Regions from separate parts of the Mus musculus genome. Here regions 1 and 2 are each linked to region 3. A link is a contact called in public Hi-C and HiChIP or PLAC-seq data. All regions are on one chromosome and are shown on one strand. The core of a region is the stretch at or near the end of the contact, and the rest is flanking DNA. Distances in the headings are between cores, read along the strand shown. Region 1 has its middle 97 kb from the start of Zswim2. Region 2 holds the start of Slc43a1 (solute carrier family 43, member 1). Region 3 overlaps Tfpi (tissue factor pathway inhibitor).

The links. Hi-C and Micro-C count contacts between places; a contact is called where the count stands out from the background. HiChIP or PLAC-seq counts read pairs in DNA pulled down with a chosen protein or histone mark.
Region 1: a contact with region 3 is called in a Hi-C map of bone marrow-derived macrophages, with 11 read pairs. The contact joins two enhancer-like sites.
Region 2: a contact with region 3 is called in an H3K4me3 HiChIP or PLAC-seq map of stem cell-derived neural progenitor cells, with 5 times the contacts expected there. The contact joins the promoter of Slc43a1 here to the enhancer-like site in region 3. A contact is called at or near these places in 8 of 39 promoter capture datasets (3T3-L1-derived adipocytes, the C10 cell line, the HPC-7 cell line and 6 more), 1 of 15 datasets of contacts at CTCF or cohesin (embryonic stem cells), 11 of 484 Hi-C or Micro-C datasets (the G1E-ER4 cell line, the HL-1 cell line, the HPC-7 cell line and 6 more), 10 of 115 datasets of contacts at active chromatin or transcription factors (T-cell acute lymphoblastic leukemia, craniofacial prominence, embryonic hindbrain and 6 more) and 2 of 9 other capture datasets (macrophages and pancreatic islet).

Annotation. Positions count from the first base shown.
Region 1 is chr2:84,036,590-84,039,518 of GRCm38.p6, reverse strand. No RefSeq gene overlaps it. Among named protein-coding and RNA genes, the nearest start is that of Zswim2, 97 kb to the right of the region's middle. Within about 2 kb of position 1,363, at least 4 of the 459 cell types and tissues checked have an H3K27ac peak or open chromatin away from gene starts, as enhancers often do. A contact at or near this core is called in bone marrow-derived macrophages, where this site is marked.
Region 2 is chr2:84,839,212-84,842,196 of GRCm38.p6, reverse strand. Slc43a1 (solute carrier family 43, member 1) reads right to left here and starts at 1,571. Exons shown (of 14, transcript NM_001083809.1): 1 at 1,192-1,571. The coding sequence starts at 1,423. D930003E18Rik (RIKEN cDNA D930003E18 gene) reads left to right here and starts at 1,989. Exons shown (of 2, transcript NR_165656.1): 1 at 1,989-2,449; 2 at 2,544-2,985.
Region 3 is chr2:84,453,371-84,456,347 of GRCm38.p6, reverse strand. It overlaps Tfpi (tissue factor pathway inhibitor), which reads left to right. Exons shown (of 9, transcript NM_011576.1): 4 at 2,351-2,548. Among named protein-coding and RNA genes, the nearest start is that of Tfpi, 19 kb to the left of the region's middle. Within about 2 kb of position 1,262, at least 39 of the 459 cell types and tissues checked have an H3K27ac peak or open chromatin away from gene starts, as enhancers often do. A contact at or near this core is called in bone marrow-derived macrophages and stem cell-derived neural progenitor cells, where this site is marked.

The DNA.
Region 1 (2,929 bases), core at 114-2,613, 420 kb after region 3:
AGTTTCTGACAACCCAAAGCATTGAAACACTGATAAGTGTAAACAGCATGAAGGGAAAAAACTGTGGGAAACTTTCGGAGTGCTGGGTGGGGTGGGGAAGTACTAGTATTTCTTCAGGATTCCCAGAAGTTTTCATGGAGCAAGCTGACGTGTGTCATAGCTGTGGCATTAAAAACAACAAATGTTTCAGGCAGGCAGTAAAACCATCAGATGAATTAAACTAGAAATGACCTGTGAGCCAGGCCCACATTGTAACTGAATACTTTGTCCAGATAGTATAAAGAGATTTTAAATGTTATTTAGGGTCTGTATATTTAGCTTTTATACATTAAGATACATGTTAGTAACTCTTGTTATGCACATTTCATTCTTGTGAGAATTTCTGATCAAGAAAAAATTTCATAGTGTATGTGTGCATGTTAAGGCTTACAAACATGTTGTGTGTGATGGCTGGATGGCTCAGCTGATAAAGATGCTTGCTGTACAACCCTGACAGCCTGCATTTGCTTTTCACTTAATGGTGAAAGGAGAGGACTGATTCCAGACTTTCTGACCAACACAGAGACAGACAGACAGACAGACAGACAGACAGACAGACACAGAGACAGAGAGAGAGACACACAGAGAGAGGGGAGGGGTATGGGTGCATGCACAGACCTTTAAAATTTTGAAGCTGTGTTGCTTTAGAGAGATCAAGGGGCTAAATGGGAGGGTTGGACAGAGAAAAGAGAAGGAGGAAATGATACTATTATAATTTCAAAAAGATAAAAGTTACTATAAAAAATTTAAGAATTTAAAAACCATATTCAATGTCACTTTCTCATTACATCTGCCTTCATGCATAAAGCAAAATATATACATAACTCATTTTATTTTAAATTTGGGGGCTTCTTTTATTAAATAACTGAAAGTTATTCTTGAAGGTTAGCCCACCTTTGACTCCCTAAGCTGGAAGAAACAATCTTACAGTCTTAGGAGAAATTATACTCAAGTCTATCAAAGAATACACTACAAGCATTCAGATGCTGTCTTGTGAAGGCATACATTTTGAAGAGATTGCATATGTGTTTCTCTCTTAAGAAACTTCACAATGGTCAGTAATGTTGCTCTTTGTATCAGAGATATTTTAAGCTTTTATTCCCCAACTATCTAATGAACTGTGGAGCATCACAGAACACAGCGTTACTATGTTCCAGTGTCTTCTCTTTAAAGGAAACATGCTATCAGAAGGAGAAACAGCAAGTTCTCCCAGGTTACAGACACCTTAGAAGAGGAATGTCAAATGTTCTCTTTACTCCAGATGTTCTGATTTTTCAGCATCTCAGCCTTCTGCTGGATAGCTCTGTCACACCCACTGATGCTGCAATAAATGAACTGCTGAGAGCAGTATCACTAACCCAGGCTCATCAGACCAGCAGTGGTGTGTGTGTGTGTGTGTGTGTGTGTGTGTGTGTGTGTGTGTGTGTGTGTGTGTGTCTGTCTGTCTGTCTGTCTGTCTGTCTGTCTGTGTGTGTCTGTGTGTGTGTGTGTGTGTGGTGTGTGTGTCTGTGTGTGAGTGAGTGTGTGTGTGTGATGTGTGTGTGTGTATGTGGTGTGTGTGTGTGTGTCTGTGTGTGTGTGTGTTTGTGAGTGAGTGTGTGTGTCTGTGTGTGTGTGTCTGTGTGTGTGTGTCTGTGTGTGTGTGTCTGTGTGTGTGTGTCTGTGTGTGTGTGTGTGTCTGTGTGTGTCTGTGTGTGTGTGTGTCTGTGTGTGTGTATCTGTGTGTGTGTGTGTCTCTGTGTGTGTGTGTGTCTGTGTGTGTGTGTGTGTGTGTTTGCAGAATGACAAAATATAAAGAGTCTAATATTTTTCATGCACTTAGCTTTTATTATGAAAGTACGTGGGTATGTGGTAAGGTCGGTTTGAACTTGGGGTCAGATAAAAAGGGCTTCTACTGAGGGGAAGGAGAAACACCAGCTGACCCGTAGAACTCACTGGCCTCTGGATGCACAACTTGGGAAAAGTTGGAAACAGTGTAATCTTTCACAGACCTCTCACTCCCTCTTGTGATCAGTAAGTGAAATGTAAATAGTGCCTACCGGCTTCAAGAGAGCTCCTGAATCCCAAACCTAGACTATAAATCCTAAGTATAATGAAGCAGATACAAAATAAGTTACACTTCTTCAAAAAACTCACTAAAAAGGAAATTCACCAGGATTTGGTGACTGTATTAAATTTGTATTTGTTGTTGTTGTTCAATAGGCACATATTTAAATGTCTCCATTTCTTCATACATAGGACTAAATTACTTGACAAAAAAATCAGAAGTCTTTAGGAGATTGTAAACTAGAACCACTGGCTTACAAGTCACACTTTTACTGAATACAGTGGTATCTGCTAGTCACTTAGTGACTGACTCGGTTGTAAGATCAACTTTCATTTTATGGGAGAGCTTGTGTTCAAATATGACATTTAACTTACCAGAAACCCTAAACCCAGGAGTTAGGGTGTTGACAATTCAGATATACCAAAAGAAACTATCAAGTGTTTAATTTAAATGAAAAGGTGGAAGTATAATAAGATGTTTCAAATGATCTTGAGGAAAACTACATTCTCAGAGACTTTATTACAGTACATCGTTATAATTGCTTTGTTATTAGTTATTATTGTCAATCTCTTACAATGCCTTAATTAGTTAAAAGTTGTCATGGGTATACATGTATAAAAAATGGTTTTGTATATATGGTGTTTGGTTTTATATGTGATCTGAAGCAGCAAATGAGATATACTAAAATATATCACTTGTAGGAACAGAGAAATTGTTGCTTCCACAGACACCTGTATTTAATAAAACTGGAAGATGGAACAAAGTGAAGTGTGACGGTACTCATACCTATAATGCCAGTTGTTGTGAGATAGAAGCAGGAAGGTCACAAGTTCAAGCCCAACC
Region 2 (2,985 bases), core at 322-2,821, 390 kb before region 3:
GTGCCATAGCTGGGTGCAACCCACTGCTTCCTTAGAGATAACTTCAGCAGGGGTGGGGCAGCCCCACAGTATAGCTGGAGCTGCAAGTAAGGATAGATATCAAGACCTCCTCACCTCCACCCTCAAGGAAATGGTTTTCCATCCTCCCACACTCACAGGCTAAGCAATGAGGCAACAGGTTGAGCTGAAGAGTCAGGAGAAGCCAGAAGGACATTCACATGTGTGTTGAGACTTAGTCATCCAGGGAACTGATGTTACTATTGTTTCTAGGTAATGGACACTCAATTTGCAAGGAACTCACTGGTTAAATGAGATGGAAGCCGGGATTCCAATCCCTGTTGGCCTTCTTTCCACAACAAGGATGTGGGGAAAGAGACAGGAGAGACATCAAACTGCACACCACACAGCCCCTTCACTGAGCACAACACTCTCCTTTCCAGAAAAGAAAAATATCCACCAAGTCCCAGTCACTAAGTGAGGCGCTCCCTCCCTGACGGACAGATGCAGACAGGCAGCCTCTGGCTGCACTAACTATTCTCAAAGAGTTTAGAATTCCCACTCCAGGTCCGGGTCACTTTACACAAGACCAAGGTGATTGGTGTGGAAAACAGAAACAAACGCTCCACAAATATCCATTCTAGAGGAAATAAGGCTTTTAACTTTGTACAAAAGGGATGATTTGTAGACCTGGGAACTCCAAGGTCCTGAAAAGACCAAGAGTATAGGTCCTTCACGTCCATTCTCCAGTTTGTGTACTTCTGTTTGATCTCATTAAGAACTCTCTGTGTATTGGTGATGTAGTTCAATGCTTGCTAGCACACACACACAAAAGACCTGTTTAACTTGAGCATTCCTTATCCAGGTAGGTGCAGAACTTCTAAGAGTCTACGGACTACTCTAGACAGAAGGTTGTCATAGGCAATCAGTCTCAGGATATGTATGCCTAGTGGGACTTTGGCTTTCACTCATCACTGAATCAGAGAATCCTGACAGAGTGGCACCTGAAGTTTGAAGAGATCATGAAGTGAGGCTGTCCAATTCCTAGCTGCCCAGTGTTCCGGTCTTGGGCAGCCCTGCTTTGTCGCTTTGTCTCTGCCTGACCACCTGTCCTTGTTTTCCAACTTCCTGCCTCCTCCTTCTACCGTCCCTCGCGGTCTTCACCTCCCACCCCCACACCCTTCTCAGATATACCTGGGCACAGGCTGGAATAGAAGCCTTCCTTCTTGAGCATGATCAGCAGGGAGGCCCAGCCCAGGAGCACCGCGGAGAAGAAGAGGTTCTCCACCACAGCGGTGCAAGCCATCCACCAGCGCCTGCGGTACGCCTGCTTCAGCGTGGGAGCCATGGTGGCCGAGACTCTGCAGAGAAACAGAGCGCTCAGAGAAGGGCTTCCTAGCGGCCCTTGGGAAGGGTACTCCATCATGGTGGCTCCTGAGACCCCTGGAGCCAAAGAGATGGAGCCTTCATGGAGGCCCCATAGAGCCCGGTGCTGCGGAGCTGGCTCCGCGCGCTCTGGCAGTGCCAGGAGCGAACGCGCCACTGGCCCGCAGGGCGCTATCAGGAACCAGAAAGGTCTGGTCTGAGCGAAGCAACTTCCTGGCGCGCTGCCGGGCTTGCCTACCCGAGCCAGGGCGCCCCGATCCCGCTCCAGGAGACAACCCCCCAAGTTCCCAAAGTCTCTCAAAGTCACCAAGGGGCACACCGTGCTCTGTAGCCACCTCTGGCCCACAGCTAGCCAGCCTCTAGGCACCAGATCGGATTCTCAGAAGCGAGCAGGAGGCGGAAAGGGAAGTCTGGGGCTACCCCGAGACCCTCTATTCTAGTTACGCCTTTCATTCTACTCCTCCTCTCCAGAGCCCGGGTAGAAAACTTCCTCCCGCCTGACACAGCCGGCGGCGCTCGTCCTGTCTCCTGGGCCAATCCCACGGCTGCCACGTGGAGGGAGACCCTGGGCGGGCCCCGTGGCGCCTCCGCGCGCCCCTCATTCCGCCGCGCGCCTGGGAACGCGCCAGCCCCTCTGTCCCTGGGAGGGGGCTTGGGCTCCGGCAGGAAGTCCGGTGCCTGCAGACTTTATAAGGACATACTTTATAAGGAGGCAGATGGGGTGGCCGGCGGGCGGGTGTGTTTACCAGAGGGAACGAAGAAACCCGAGCCCTCCAGGGCCGCGGTAGCCACCGCCAACAAGGGAGGCGATCTGACCCGGGGACCCGAAGCAAGACCCGGGCGAGCCTAGAGGAAATGATCAGGGGAAGAGCAAACAAGAAAGACGAAGAGAAAGAGACCCTTCTCTAGGGGGTGGCCCAGCCCCTCATCTGTGAAACGGGGCTTTTGAATCAGGGATCCCCGAGGTCCCATCCTATAATGACAACCGTGGTTCTAAACAGAGTGGAAGAGAAGAAGGGGAGAATGAAGGGGTCGGACAGAGGGAACAATGTGCCCAGAGACTCAGGTAACGGACGCTTCACAGGGACCTGCAAGTGTGGCTGGGTGACTTTGAGCTGCGCTAGCTGCTCACCTGTCCCCGACAAACTTGCCTCCCGCAGCTGTTGACACCCGGAGTAACACAGAGTCTCCCCGGCGCTTCCACACTCCGGATCTCCTGAGACCCAGGATCCCAATTCCAAATCGCATCCACGCGGGGTGTCTTCCCTGCGTGCCAGACCCAGCGGGCCTCGGAACCGCCGGTCTCACCTCGTCTGCGCCCTCGAAAGAAGCAGTGGATCTGGGAACCGTCCTGGCGCCACAGATAGGTGAAGCCGGGAAGCCAGGGCATGGACTACGCGATCTGCGGAGTTGATAGCTGTATTTACAGGCGTTGGGAGCAGCGCCCCAAGGTGGGGGCGGGGGTTCCCGTCCTTCCCCACCCCTTAGGTCGAGTTTCATGCACACGTGACTCGCCTGTTGGTCCCCAGATACTTTTCTTACCCAGTGCGCCCGGGGCGCCTAAATTTCCACTCTCGACCCCCAGCTTCTCTGTTGACCCCC
Region 3 (2,977 bases), core at 13-2,512:
GTAATTATTGTAAATTAGTGATTGCAAGCGTCATTAAAAGGGCCTGCTGCCCGATATATTGTTGTATCTGCAATAACAACCCAGTTCTTGATAGATACGTATTCAGGGCACAATTTTAATACTCAAAAAGGTTATCCCCATAAATGAAAACCAAGACAGGCATACACCTTCCCAAGAGTGGATGGCTGTGGATGTCCGAGATTAACCCGAGGTCTTCCTGTTGTCTGGGACATCCTGCTTAGGTGTGAACAGCAACAAGATCAATGCATAGAATATACTGATATAAAATTATGGTAACTTCATTAATATGGGAATTCTAAAGAAATAAGGTAATAACGAAATAAAAAGTTGATAGTGTTTTTGTCTTTACGTGGTTGCTATGAATTTAGCACCAGATTTTCATCAAAAATGAGTTCCAGCTTTATAAAGCAATTTTTAGAGTGCTATTGAGCAGACATTACTTTATTAAATTGAATTGTTTAGTCCAAGTATTTGGGTGAAATCTCAGCCTTTCAGGTCTGTGATAATCTTACTCTTATTATTGTGAATTATACCTGGTATAATAGCATATGAGAGTCAGTTCTCTCATCTGCACGTATAAGTCTAAGCAACTTGATAAAACCTGCATCACAAAGAACATCTACAAAAGTAGATCTGCTTTTTGTTTTTGTTTTTGTTTTTGAGATAGGGTTTCTCTGTGTAGCCCTGGCTGTCCTGGAATTAACTCTGTAGACCAGGCTGGTCTCCAACTCAGAAATCTGCCTGCCTCTGCCTCCCAAGTGCTGGGATTAAAGGTGTCTGGCATCACTGCTGGGAGATCATTAGATGATTTTATAACGAAGTTCCATGAGATTGTAATTACTCAGAGGAAAGTTTGCCGGTAATTACTGTAACTACATCAACAGCACTGAAGAAACAACTCTTTTGTGGTACACTGTCTCCCTCTTGTGGCCAACTTATTAAATAGCAGGCTGAACTTGGGCTCTGTGTCTTCCTGAACACATACCGACAGAAACGCTCTCTCTCTCTCTCCCTCTCTCCCTCTCTCTCTCTCTCTCTCTCTCTCTCTCTCTCTCTCTCTCACACTCACTCACACTCACACACACACACACACACACACACACACACACACACACACACACACACACACACACACACACACACGATTTCAGTAAGCAAGAGCTGATATAAGTCAGCCAGAGAGAAGCACGACAAAATCTGTGCTTAGCTCTCCTTCCGGTAACACTGTCTAGTTCTCAGCCCAGAGCGTGGGAGTCAAAGAATCAATCAGTGCTTCCCCGCCATACCCCAGGCCTGCTCAGTAGCCATCTCTCAGATAACTCTTGATTCAGTCAACTTGACGTTTGACACCACAGATATCTGATTTTACCAGTACTATAGGTGATTGGGGCTGAGGAGACAGGAATGAGCTTGACTTGTAAGACCAGGAACTGAGTTTTATTCCAGAATGAATGTAAAAATAAGCTGGACTTTGGCGGTGCATGTCTGTAAGTCCTGTAGTGGGAAGCCAGAGAAAGGCAGATTCCTGAGGCCCGGTGTCCCCAGAGCCAGCCAGCCAGCCTAGCGTGCCTTTTGAGTTCTAGGGTAGTGAGAGATTGCAATTGAAGAGAGACAGTCAGGGAGTATGTGCACCCCTCCACTTATGCATACCTGCAAGCATGTTCGCAAACAAGTAAATAAGTAAAAAAGGAAGAAATAAGTGGGAACATTCCAATGTCTTTGTTAGAATCATAACTTTATTAAAATATGGCCAGAATATATTAATTAATATTTAACTATAGTAATGAATTGCAAATGGAAGAAGATAGTTGAAAGTAGCCTAGATCAAATGTATGTAAAATATTTTCCAAAAATTCACATTTTAAAATTGTAGGGAATTAAAAAAATGGATTTATTACTAGATTATCATCTATGTACAATTTACACTTTGTTTTAAAATAATTTTTAGGTGAGAACTTTGACGTGATGTCCATTCATGTTTTAGTATTTAAAATAATGGTGAATGAAGAGAATGTTTTACAGTAGTGCTCATAGATTGTCTCTTAACAGAGCACTGCTGCCCTCTAAAGGACAAATTGGTTTATGCCATTTAAAGCCTCAAGTGCCTTCCTTATAGATCATATATAAATTATCAAACACGTGGAACATATAGGCTCGCTCACTCAGGTCGTTACTTGCATGGAACCCATAATAACCTGAATTTTCAGTTTTAATTTTCTCATTTAAAAATTGACGGTGGAAATTGTATATTTGGCAAAACAACAGCAAGGATGTTATCATAGTGTTGGGAGAGAGCTACACACGTGATGTTTTAAAATTTACCTTGTAGATTCTGAGCTGGGGTCAATGAAACCGCTACATACATTTTGTGCAATGAAGGCAGATGATGGTCCATGCAAAGCAATGATAAGGAGTTATTTTTTCAATATGTATACTCATCAATGTGAAGAATTTATATACGGGGGATGTGAAGGGAACGAGAACCGATTTGATACCCTGGAAGAGTGTAAGAAAACATGCATACCAGGTAGGTTTCCGGGAAGCCTGTGGCACAAGAGTTGGTGTGGTTGAGGTCTCAGTGCAGATTCAATAATTTTAGAAGAACAATGTGATTTCCCAGGAAAGCCTGCTGTTTACATTTCTAGGTTTCTGGCCCACTGTTGTTTCTTGATTTCATCCTACCAGTTATCATAAAATTATGAAGCTTCATTTATTATCTATACTGCAAAGGGAAGAAACCCATAGTCCATGGAAGACTTTCATAGGTACAATGACATTAATGCAGCGAGCGTACCTACCTGGGAGCTGGGCAGTCAGGAAACAGTTGTTTTTCCTATAGACTTGGCTGCACCTTTATAAGCAGCATGCTCCTCCAACGCTTTTCTCTGAAGATAGTGAGTCAGAGAACTGACCCTTAGGCTCTAAGGATAAATGTATTATCACATATAAACTTCTA